Linked DNA regions of Mus musculus: regions 1 and 3 are each linked to region 2. A link is a contact called in public Hi-C data. All regions are on one chromosome and are shown on one strand. Each heading gives the region's core, a stretch centred on a gene start, on an enhancer-like site or on the middle of the called end of the contact. The rest is flanking DNA. Distances are from core to core; before and after follow the strand shown. Region 1 has its middle 67 kb from the start of Gm29922. Region 2 has its middle 42 kb from the start of Gm12724. Region 3 has its middle 66 kb from the start of Gm29922.

The links. Hi-C and Micro-C count contacts between places; a contact is called where the count stands out from the background.
Region 1: a contact with region 2 is called in a Hi-C map of uterus, with 5 times the contacts expected there. The contact joins two enhancer-like sites. A contact is called at or near these places in 1 of 484 Hi-C or Micro-C datasets (uterus) and 1 of 115 datasets of contacts at active chromatin or transcription factors (fibro-adipogenic progenitors).
Region 3: a Hi-C map of uterus shows a contact between it and region 2, with 1.9 times the contacts expected there. The contact joins two enhancer-like sites. A contact is called at or near these places in 1 of 484 Hi-C or Micro-C datasets (uterus), 3 of 115 datasets of contacts at active chromatin or transcription factors (the 230-238 cell line, fibro-adipogenic progenitors and heart atrium) and 1 of 9 other capture datasets (embryonic stem cells).

What each region holds. Positions count from the first base shown.
Region 1 is chr4:105,776,683-105,780,597 of GRCm38.p6, forward strand. No RefSeq gene overlaps it. Among named protein-coding and RNA genes, the nearest start is that of Gm29922, 67 kb to the right of the region's middle. Within about 2 kb of position 1,314, at least 6 of the 459 cell types and tissues checked have an H3K27ac peak or open chromatin away from gene starts, as enhancers often do. A contact at or near this core is called in uterus, where this site is marked.
Region 2 is chr4:106,193,144-106,197,015 of GRCm38.p6, forward strand. No RefSeq gene overlaps it. Among named protein-coding and RNA genes, the nearest start is that of Gm12724, 42 kb to the right of the region's middle. Within about 2 kb of position 2,563, at least 53 of the 459 cell types and tissues checked have an H3K27ac peak or open chromatin away from gene starts, as enhancers often do. A contact at or near this core is called in uterus, where this site is marked.
Region 3 is chr4:105,910,243-105,913,850 of GRCm38.p6, forward strand. No RefSeq gene overlaps it. Among named protein-coding and RNA genes, the nearest start is that of Gm29922, 66 kb to the left of the region's middle. Within about 2 kb of position 2,194, at least 11 of the 459 cell types and tissues checked have an H3K27ac peak or open chromatin away from gene starts, as enhancers often do. A contact at or near this core is called in uterus, where this site is marked.

The sequences.
Region 1 (3,915 bases), core at 64-2,563, 420 kb before region 2:
TTGGAATCAAGCTAATAGCAAACAAACTCATTTTAGAATTCCTAAGCCTCAGTGAGAATCCAATTAATTTACTCTAATGGGCTCTTAGAGGCCTCAGTTACTTCCCTATTCCTAAAGGCAAAGAATAAAATAAATAGGACGATGCATGTCACTTTTAACATCATCCAATAAAATACCAGGAGAAATATATGTGTAGCTCAGTGAAGTGGTAAATACGGGAGAAGATTTATTTGATGGGCTCGAAGTGCCGTGTATGGATAGAAAAAAAAAATTATAGTTTATTGTGAATGTGGAACTCGGGAGCATAAAACTAGGAAATTTGTTGAGAGAATCATGAACACTAATGACTGAGTGAATGTGGATAGTATCAATGTGTATGTGTTTGTGTGTATGTGTGTGTGTGTCAGAGAGAGAAAGAGAGAGAGAATTTAGCTTCTAGTCTCAAGTCTTCCCCTGTGTTAGCATCCATGATTCACTTAAAACTTCACACTCTTGATTTCTTACTTGTTTGACAAATCACAGGTTCTTCTAACAAATTTGTTAGTAAGTGGGGTCCTCCTGACTGCATATGGAAACAGATTCTAAGATCTGCTAGTCCTTAATGTGTGCTATCACCCAGGGCATTAGTAGGTAGAAGTGCAGTAACCTAAGAGAAAGGGAGAACCGAGGGTGAGTGTCAAGTCTCCAGTGGTTCTGATTTGGGTGAACTGCCAAATCAAAACAGCAGGACAGCAACAGGATAGGTGAGAAGGACGAAGCAACTTTGCAAGGCAGGGGAACCAACCTTCTACCAAGCAAGGTGGAAGTGTGTATAGGATGCTCAAATGCATTTGCACAACTGGGTGGTTCTCTTATTAACAGTTCGGTAGACGCTGGTTTTCACAAAGTATTGTGCAGCATATTTTATCTGCCTCTCCATGCCTAACTGGCTACCAGACTTGTGCCCGGGAAGACAGACTGATAGGCATGGCATTAACACATGTCCCTTGGCTTGTTTTCAGATAGAATTAAAATCAAGAGAAAGTGTTACAAGATATAGAGTGAGAGAAGGAAGGAAACAAGCAAATGAGAAAACAAAGGAACAGACAAAGGTTAGGTGTAAACTTTCCAGTTTCATCCTAACCAGGATGTTATACATTGGCTGCAATCCTTTGAGCAGCAGTCAGGGTTCTGTCTCTGCCTTTGTCTCTGTCTCACACATTCCGGAGACTATGTCCTCATCCTCCATTTTCTGACCCAGGGGTAGTGCTTTGATTTGTATGTGTCCTCCAGTGTTTGTGATCAGGAGCTGTTTTTAAGAGGTTGTTGGGTCATGAAGACCCTGCCCTGCCTTTCATCAGCACTGAATCATCCTTCTTTCCCCCCCGCCTGATGCTCTCTTCCACCTTCTGTCAAGGCTGATGCAACAGAAGGCTCTCGTCACATTGCCAGATGTCACCATGACCTTGGACCTCTAAGTCTCCAGAACCAGGAGTAATAAACCTCCTTTCAGTCCTGTGTATTCCACTGTAGCAGAAGAAAACAGACTTCTGACCGGCAGACATGAACCCCATTGTTTCCATCTTTGGGGTTCTTATTCTAGAGTTTCCTGTGTTTATTAAATCATTCTTACTCATATGCATGTTCCATGCTTTTCCTGCTGGGACACAAAATAGTACAACTGACATTTGTTAAATAATTATTTTATATACCACTCATGATGATTCACACCTTTTATCATAGCACTCAGGAGGCACAGCAGATGAATCTCTGTGAGTTTGAGGCCAACCTGGTCTCCACAGCAAGTTCCTGGTCAGATGGGGATATATAGTGAGACACGCTCTCAAAAAAGAAAAGGTGACCAAAGAGAGAGAGAGAGAGAGAGAGAGAGAGAGAGAGAGAGAGAGAGAGAGAGAGAGGGAGAGAAGGAAAAGAACGGTTACAGATGAGTAACTAGTAAATGGATCTGCTCTTGAGAAAATGAATCTAGTTTGTCTATGTGAGCATCTGAGCATCAGGAAGAGTCATGAGATGCATGAGAAGGTCTCATGGGGCAGTCAGAGGAGAACCCATATCAGATGGGAATGAGAACGCATTTGAGAAGTACATGCACTGGGCAGAGGAAACTCCATGGTGGTATGGATGACGTGGGCAGAGCATGGCGTTCAGTTATTTAGGAATTTTCCCCTCAGTAAAAGTTTTACTACTCCTTAGAATAGATCGAGGATAAGATAAGGAGAGAGCTGAGGGTAAGAATTAAGAGAGTTAAAAATAACCTGCCCACACTTTTTAATTAGCTTCAAAGGAGACATCATTGCCAAACACAATTATGCAGACATTGGAATGTCTGTATCCCTCCCCCTGCTACATTCTCCATGCAATTTACTTGGCTTAGATTTGTTTATTAGCAACTTAAACAATTTCAAGCCAAATAGCTGGCTTCCCCTACAGCAGGCCTGAAGATAACTGCTGGGTGCTGGATGTATATCCAGTAAGATAATCTTGACAAGAAATATTTATCAAAGGTGGGAGGGGAGGGGCGCTTCCTGTTCTGCTCAGACCTGTAGGCCACACCTCTCCAAATGTAATGAGATGTCTGGAATAGTTGAAGTTGGCCTTGCACAGACACTTCTAGCCATTCTTCAAGTGAGCAAGAGAGAAAATCCACCATAGTGGAGTGCAGGGTGGGGACCTTACCAGGAACTGAGACCAATGGCCATGGCTCTATTCCACACACCATCCCTTTGTTTCATTTATAGTATAGCAACTAAGTAGGGGTGGTACTATTATTAATTTTGAAGAAAAAGGAGGAGAAGAAGAAGAGGAAGAGGCAGAAGAGGAGGAAAAGGAAGAGGAGGTGAAGGGCAAGGAGGAAGCAGAAGCGGGAGCCCCATACCACATGAGAAAACTCTGGAGAGAGCGCCTAACAGATATTGTTATATCTTCAATGTGGAAATAGTTTCATGGACATATAAAACCTCAAAATGTATCAATTCGTATGCTGTAAACACGGGAAATTTACTCCATACCAATTATACCTTACTAATCTTATTTAGAACAAGATAAACCTTATACACCTTATGATTGTCTAAAGCCCAGTTTCTCCAGCCCCGAGTCCTCTGGCTTTGCCAGGCATTACTTCTCCTTCTTCAGTACACTGGCTTCACTGCTATTCTTGAGCAGACACAGCCACCTTCACCGCTGCCTTGTACTTTCTGTTTGTCTTCTCCCAAGTGTTTCTTCTACTCCAAACTCTGTCTCCCACGCCGTAGCCAGATCTTACGGAGGCATCTTCTCAGCTGAGGCACTCTCCTCTCAAATGACTGCAGTTTATATCAAGTTGACATAAATCTATCCAGCACAAATAGCTACAGATTTTATGTACAATGGTATATATTCTTGTATTTAATTTTAGAGGATTAGTTTGGCTTTCATGAGAATTATATTAAAATTTCTTCATCCCTCTTAAGAATAATACATGACAATCCTAGACTCTTGGAGTACAAGAAAATAAGAAGCCCTAGTGTTCTAGTTCAGTCAGATATTTGAGTAGCCTTTACGTTTTATCTTTGCCCACCTCAACAAGAGCGCCTTCAGTCCTGGGTAACTCTTCATTCACTTTCTTGAAGTACTTACCACAACTAGGAGGGTGAATATTGTGTCCAGATATCCGATAGAGGTGCCAGATATTTGGTTAATTTTCCTCTAGTTGTTATTGTTAAGGTATTATTTTTTAAATGACTGACTTTTTAACATTTGTTTTGCTTTGTTGGAACAATGTCTCATATAATCCAGAATGCCCTTAAATTTGCTATGGAATTAACACTGGCCTTAAGCTATTGATCCTTTTGATTGTACCTCCCAAATGCTGAGATTACTGATATGTGCCTGATACATGGGGATGCGTGACTTAAAATGCAATTGACATTTAAATCA
Region 2 (3,872 bases), core at 1,313-3,812:
ATCTACTTACTCCTGGCTTGGTCCCCTCCATTCTGTCCCTGGGCTTAGCCATGTCACATACTCTGGCCAGTAAGGCAGCATCAAACTTAACACAAGCAAAACATGATGAAAACTCTTGGTATTCCACTTCCTTTCTGGGACATTTCACCTCCCTGTAACTACATCTGTGCCACCAAGCCACCAGGCCCTCGGGGATAACTTAGAAGAGGATGATAAGCCACATATAGCAAGTTAAGTCTTCCTAGCCAGTGGTATTTTTAACTGTCCAGACAGACTTCAGGCTCATATGACACATGACTGCTATACAAGCTAACCCAGCCAAAATCTCTCAAGACTGTCCCAGACTCACAGGTTCACCCAGCTGACTTGAGGGTACAGGAAAAATGACAAGTGGCTATAGTTTTAATGATTTGTGTATTTGGATAGAGGTTACAATGCAGCCATGAATAACTAAAATGAAGTAACTTGGCTAGAGCCATGAATACATCAAATGATATCCTTGTACTCAAGAAGTGTGCTTTCTGGCAAACACAGAGATGTGTAAAGAGTGGAGGGAAATGAAGGTGGAGAAAGGTAAGGCTAACCGTGAATGCCAGCGAGATCTTACAAAAGACCTTGGCCACATGTCAAGAGGCAACAAAGAACATCTTGAGAGGGTTTGAGCAACACAGTAGTATAAACAAACTGTTATTATAAAAAGGTCCTTTCATAGCTGTGTATGGAGCAAGAATTGTGGTGTAGTTACCATTGAAAATGTGATTTTAGTATTGTCATTGTGAAACCACAGAAGTCTAGATTATGAGGCCAGCAGAGAAGATGGAGAGAAGGGAAGGTTGGAGAAACACACAGGACATAAGGTTAAAGGAAGTTGGTAGTCGTTCTTGTTTGGAGGAGGAAATGGAAGAGCTGCATCTGAACACAGACTGCTTGTTCGTTTATTGAATGGCTACTTACTGAGGGCTCACTTTATGCCAAGCACACTGTGCAGGTATCAGGGGAGACCATTGTTCCGAAGTTAGCTGTCATTATTTGAATGTGAAATGTCCTCAACAAGCTTAGATGTTTGAACATTTCGTCCCCAGCTAATGGGGCTGTTTTAGTAGGTTGCAGAACCTTTGGGACCCAGGACCTAGCCAGATGATGTAGGCCTTGAGGGTTCCATGCCCAGGTCCTGCTAGAACTCTGTCTCCTGGTGAGTGACGTGTGAGAGAGAGCTTCTGCGCATTCCCAATCCTGTGACTGACTCACTCCAGCCACCGTACCTTACTTGCCGTGATTGATTGAAACCCTGTTAACTCTGAGCCAAAAGGAGCTCTTCCTCCCATAAATTGCTTCTGCCAGGTAGTGAACCTGGATATTTAAAGAACTCTGAGCAAGCACATCGCAGAGATACCTGCGCATTGATGTTTTCTGCAACACTACCCATAATAGGGAGGCATCCATCAATGAAGGAACAGATGACAAAGATGTTGTGTATATACACAATGGAGTTTGTTTTAACCATGGCACAGAACAAAGTTATAACATTTGCAGGAGAGTCAATACAACTGCTGATAATCACAGAGCAAATTAATCCTGCCTCAGAAAGACAAACATCATGTTTTCTCTATTTTGTGTTTCCTAGATTTTATATTATAGGAATTATGCATGTATCTGTGGCATGGAAGTAGAGGGAAGCTGACAAAGGGAATAAAGGAACCTAACAGGACAAGAGGGAAGAAGAAAAGGAAGAGGATATGGTGGGAGACTATACTCAATTTGTATGAAATTTGTATTCGTATGAAAGTGCCCTTATATAACACAGCCCCAAGTACAATCGATGAAAAATGCTTAACTAAAATAAATAATCACATGGGCATCAAGATAAACCTGCAATTATAACTTGGAACCTATGGCAGAAGAAAAGTAATAGGAACATTTCAATTGCAGTGGTGCAGAAGTCTCTAGAAAGGGATCCCTAAGACATGAAATCTGAGCTGAGACCCAACAGATGAGGATGTGTTAGCTAGACACAACTGGGAAATCAAGGCATCGAAGGAAACAGTCTGTAAGAGCAATTGGGCTCTCCCAGACATCAGTGGCAATGTAAGGTAAATAGAAGAGTGGAGCGATGAGTGACAGACAGCACCAGAAACCAAGCTGGGTAGAGCTGGATCTGAGCAGGCAGTGCCTGTGGTCCACATCAGAGACTTAGACTAAAAATACAGAGTGTGTTTGGGAAGTGACAGGAGACGTTCCTGTAGCTAACTATTCTGCCTCCCCGTTGGTGGACAGAGGTACCACTCCAGATGTCTGTCAGTCGGAGCAGCAGATCTGGAAGGTGTCAACACCCTGTGGGAGGGGAGGGCTAGGGTGGAGGTCTCCAAAGACCTTCCTTTGGATCTGTCCAGAAAACATTGGAAATGGAAATCTAAAGGTGGCCAGAGAGAGCTGGCCTGGAGACTGGCAGTTGTCAGTGTAGGAGACACAGCTGAAACCAATTCCCCAGGGAGGACAGGAAAATGAGAAGAGAACCCACAGATGGAAAGTCCTGCAGGAGCTGAGAGAAAGTCCAGATGACTCAGACCAGCATGTGATTGCCACATCTCCAGCTTAGGTAACACCCATCGATGCTGTGGATGGACAGGAGTCCAAGAGAACACTTTACAGCAGGGGAATATAAACATTCCTGGGCCCTCTCCGTGTCCTAAGGTTAATATTGTTCATAAACTTGACTTGTCACAGACTGAAACTTCAGTAATAAATAAAGATACTAACTTGATCTCTAAGGGAAAAATCTGAGCTGGTCAAAATAACCTTTTCCCCTGGTAAACAAGATGAAGCCCTAGGATTGTGCAACAGAGAGAGTGGCCAGCCAGTGTTGAATGATGTCATACGCTATAGTCATGACAAATATGCCACATTTTATGCAGGAGTGTGATATGTGAAATAGGAATTGGGAATTAGGCCCAATGACTTCTCCCAGTGTCACCATAGATGGCCTCCACCTAAGCAAAGCCATCTGTCTCTATAACTGGGCTTTTTCATCTACAAAATTAGAAACAGTTCCCTCTAATTAATTTTCTAGCACTTATTCTTATTGAAAATAATTTTATACAAGTGACATGTACTATATATACATATATATAGTATATAATATGTACTGATCCCAATTTCTCCTCCTCTAACTCCTTCTAGATCCTCCCCCTTCCCTCCCACCCAACTCTATGACCTTTCTTTCTCTCTTCAGAAAACAAACAGGCCAACAAACAAACCAGAATAAAAATAAAACTAAAAGAGAAAAAAGGAAAAACATCAGAAACAGAGAGAGAAAAACCATAAAAACACAGAATCAGAAAGCATGATATGCACACAAAAGACCAGTAAGGCCAAAAAGAAAAAGAAAAAGAAATTCCCAAACAAATGCTATTGAGCCCATTTCCTGTTGCCATCTTCTGCTAGTCAAGAGGTCTGCCCTTCAGTGTGGTTTGCGTATCCAGTAAGTCTCCACTGGAGAAAACTAATTTGTGCTTTGTGAGTGGTTATCACCTGGAGATTAGCATCTGAGTTAGGGATGTGGGTTTGTGTCCACTTCCCTCCTAGCACGGGGACTCGTGCAGACCCTGTGCATGCTGGCATAGTCTCTGTGAGTTCTTAGGTGTGTCATCCTTGTTGTGTCTGGAAGACACTGTTCCTTGCTGTCTTCTATCCCCTCCAGCTCTTCTTTCCTACTCCTCACACAGCCCCTGAGCCCTGCCCCTTGGCTTTCCTGTCTTCTATTCAAAGACAACCGGTAAGAACAAAGACAAACAATTCTCAATACGCTTCCACAATGTGCCAGACCTATACACATATTACATGGGAAAACTCTGCTAATTAAGGTTGAATTCTAC
Region 3 (3,608 bases), core at 944-3,443, 280 kb before region 2:
ATTCGTACACGGTAAAGGTCCAAATAAACCCTTCAATATTCACCTGGATTCTAGAGTGAAGACATGCATCTATGCACATGTGTGTGCATATGCTCCCCCCACATACACACACACACACATGTGCACACACACATACATATACACACCCACACATGCACACATATAGGAGCATGCATGCGCACACGTGTACACACACACACACACTCACACACGCGCGCGCGCACACACACACACACAGATTTGGCTGTGCATATTCATCAGTCCCATGGCTGCAAAACAGAACACAGCCTATTCTAGCCCAACCATCTAATGCATCTGAGCTAATTCTGATTTCTCCAGTTAATATCTCCCCAAATCCTCAAGCCAGCCCTGTGTTTCCATAACTGGAGGATACCAAGTCTACCACGGCCTCTGCAAGGGGCTTAAATGTGCAAGTGAGCCAAGTTTTGTCTCAGAGCCTTGGCTGCATAGAGAGCAATATAAATAGAGCTCATTAGTTGCAGACACAAAGCATTCATATAGGAAACTGTCCCTAAAACAAAATCAGGGTGCGTCCGTGCTAGAAGGCAGGAACCACATATATCCAGACCAAGGCCTTCTATAGACAACAGCATGCCCAGAGAGAGGAAGCAGCTGACTTCTGGTCCGTGTCTCCAGTTTCCGACTACATCTGGAGCAGGGAACTAGCTGGAAGACAGCACAGATAGAGATCTAGTGCAACCCAAGCAATACTGTTGGGCTGGGGAAAGGTCTAGAAGCTACAACAAGAACTTAAAAATATCTTCCCTATTGCAGATGAGTTCTGGGCCCCGAGAGAATATGGTATTCCATACAAGTCCCAGGGTTCATCTTCCCCACAGGGACAGTGCAGCATGCACTTGGAGGTTGGGAGGGGAGATGGTTAACAAGCTCTCACTCTAGAGATGGTTATTTCCTAGGAAATCATGTGGCAGGTTCGATGTAGTTCTCATGACTGTCCATAGAAATGGACACAGCCATGCCAAGTGATAGAAGAGGGGACAGAGAAGCAAGGGGCACCTAGGATCCAACTTGTCACAGGTGAAGCAGGTGGCCCCAGCTGAAGGCCAAGCTGTTGAACAAACCCACCCCCACCCCCCCCACCCCCGCATGAGGTAGCATCTCCTCATTCTTTCTCTAGAAGAAGGCAAGATATTTGCTTGCTCTGATCATTTAAGAGAATATTATTTGTATGCCATGGTATGTTCTAAGTCTGATTCCTCCATGTTTTTCTAGGCTGAAGGCAGATACTAGGGTGCTCCAGAAGGAAGCAAGGGAGAGAAAGAGAGAGAGAGAGGGAGGGAGGGAGGGAGGGAGGGAGGGAGGGAGGGAGGGAGGGAGGGAGGGAGGGAGGGAGGGGAATAGAACAAGAAATCCTTCCTTGGCTCCCACATCTCTTCTTTATGTTCTAGGATCAGCTCAACACAATAACGATCATCAAATGTACACAGCTCTCAGCTTTGGTTAAATACTTTTGTGTTCTTTGAGCCCTCTGATCGCCCTGTGAAGGGAAAAGGGATCCTACTTCATGAACGCTGTCATGAGTGGATCACCTCTGGAGGCTTGCCAAGTTCTAACAGCTGCGAAGGCTGTGAAGTGTGAACCTGGCCATAGCCTGGCCCTCCGGAGGTCTGTTTCCACCTGTCTCCTCAAATAAAAGAGCTGCAGGCTGTGGATGAGTGGTGGTCGGCCTGTGCATGACAAGGAAGAATTTGGTTCAGTGTGGCCTACCAAGCTCTGCCCCCACAGTCAGGGCAGTGACTAGCTTTAAAGGAACACAGGCAATATGACAGCCACACAGCTGTGCAGCTTGAGGGGTCTGGGAGCCTCCTGGTGACACCAAGGCTGCAACCCTCAAGGCCTGCAGGAGCACAGACAGAGGGGCCCACACTGTGAGCTGAGACCTCTGAGCCACATCTAGGGTCACAGCAGCCATATGGCATCCCGAGGCCACAGCAAAGAAGAAGACAGGGCAAACCTCCGGTCTGTCCCATCCCTTGAACTTTCCATAACTTCTCGACACCAACAATTAGGACTCCTATTGGATCTGATCAAACCTGAACACTATTCAGGAAGCTTGAGGCTATTGGTGCAAGGGGCTCGTACAGGTGGGGACTACCCCAGGTCCCTAGGAGAGGAAACACAGCACCCCGTACCTCAGCAGCACTCTGGTACATCTGGACTTTCTCCTTCATTCCTTGGCGCTGTGCGAGTTGATGAGCTGTGGAGCACAGCCAGAGTGTTTTCAGAACTGTTAGCTATTATGTCCTAAAAAATAATAAATTGCATGCAGTGATCTGCTTCTTTCTTTCAAAGCAACTGCAGAGCCAAAACCCCAGGCTCTCTCTAGGGCACACATTGCCTGGTCATCAATGGGGGAGGGGGATCTATATCCCCAGATACCCCCACTTAATCTCAATTCCTCACTCAGCACCAGATGCGAGTCCTCTTGGTCCCCTGATACCGTGACACCCTTACAGGCTTCTCAAAGCCCTGTTGGCAGAGTGAACTGAGATCCCAGCCGTAGGCAACCCTCTCCTCAAGACACTGGCTCTGAATAGATTATTTCAGATCATAAAACGTACTGATCCAACAAGCTCAAATCCACAAATAACAGGCTGTCCAGTGAGTAGGGAAGTTACCATTGTGTCAGCTAGAAAAGCCTGCTCACCGTATGCCTTCTGCTTTCTACTCTTTTCCACATCTGCCTGACAACTTTCTCTCTTGTCCCACCACCTCCTCCTTCCTCTCCCCTCTTCCCTCTTCTTCTGTCTTCTCCCCCACCCCCGTTCTCCCCTCCCATATCTCCCTATTATCTCTATTATCCCTCTCCTTTCCAGGCTTCATGTTGCCCCCACACACACACCAGCCCAATGCATACCTCTCTGCCTTTCCTTCTTCACTTTAGAACCCTTGGGACAGCTCTGTAGCAAACAAAGTTTGTGACTGCCCCCCAACACACACACACACACACACACACACACACACACACACACACACATTAGAGCTGGGGCATCTTCAGTGATGCTGTTTAAAACCTATTGCTTACTATTTGGCTGAGGCCACAGTTTTAGTAGGGGTGTTAAAAGCTGACCACTAGCTGATAGATACACAGTTTCAGACCCAGAAATGGAAATTCTGGGCCCAACATGTCTGGGATATTAGTGTATTAAAAAGCATAAGAAGGGCTGAGACTATAGGTCAATGTAGAGATCTTTCCTGGCAAGATCTGTGTGAGCTCCTAGTTTACTTGCCAAGCCTGAGAACAAACAGAAACAAAGAAAGGGGGTTGAGAGATTGCTCCTTAAGTAAGAACACTTACCATGACTGCAAGAGGACCTGAGTTCAAATCCCTAACATCAAGCCTATAAGCCCAGTGTTAAGGGCTTAGAATGGTTCCTCTAGGAGCTTGTGCCTAACTGAAACAGCAAGCTCAAGGCTCGGGGCTGTCCTAGTCAGGGTTTCTATTACTGGGATAAACACTGTGACTAAAGCAAGTTGGGAAGGAAAGCATTCATTTGGCCACATCACAGTGCATCATTAAAGGAAGTCAGGACAGGAACTCAAACAGGGCAGGAACCTGGAGGCAG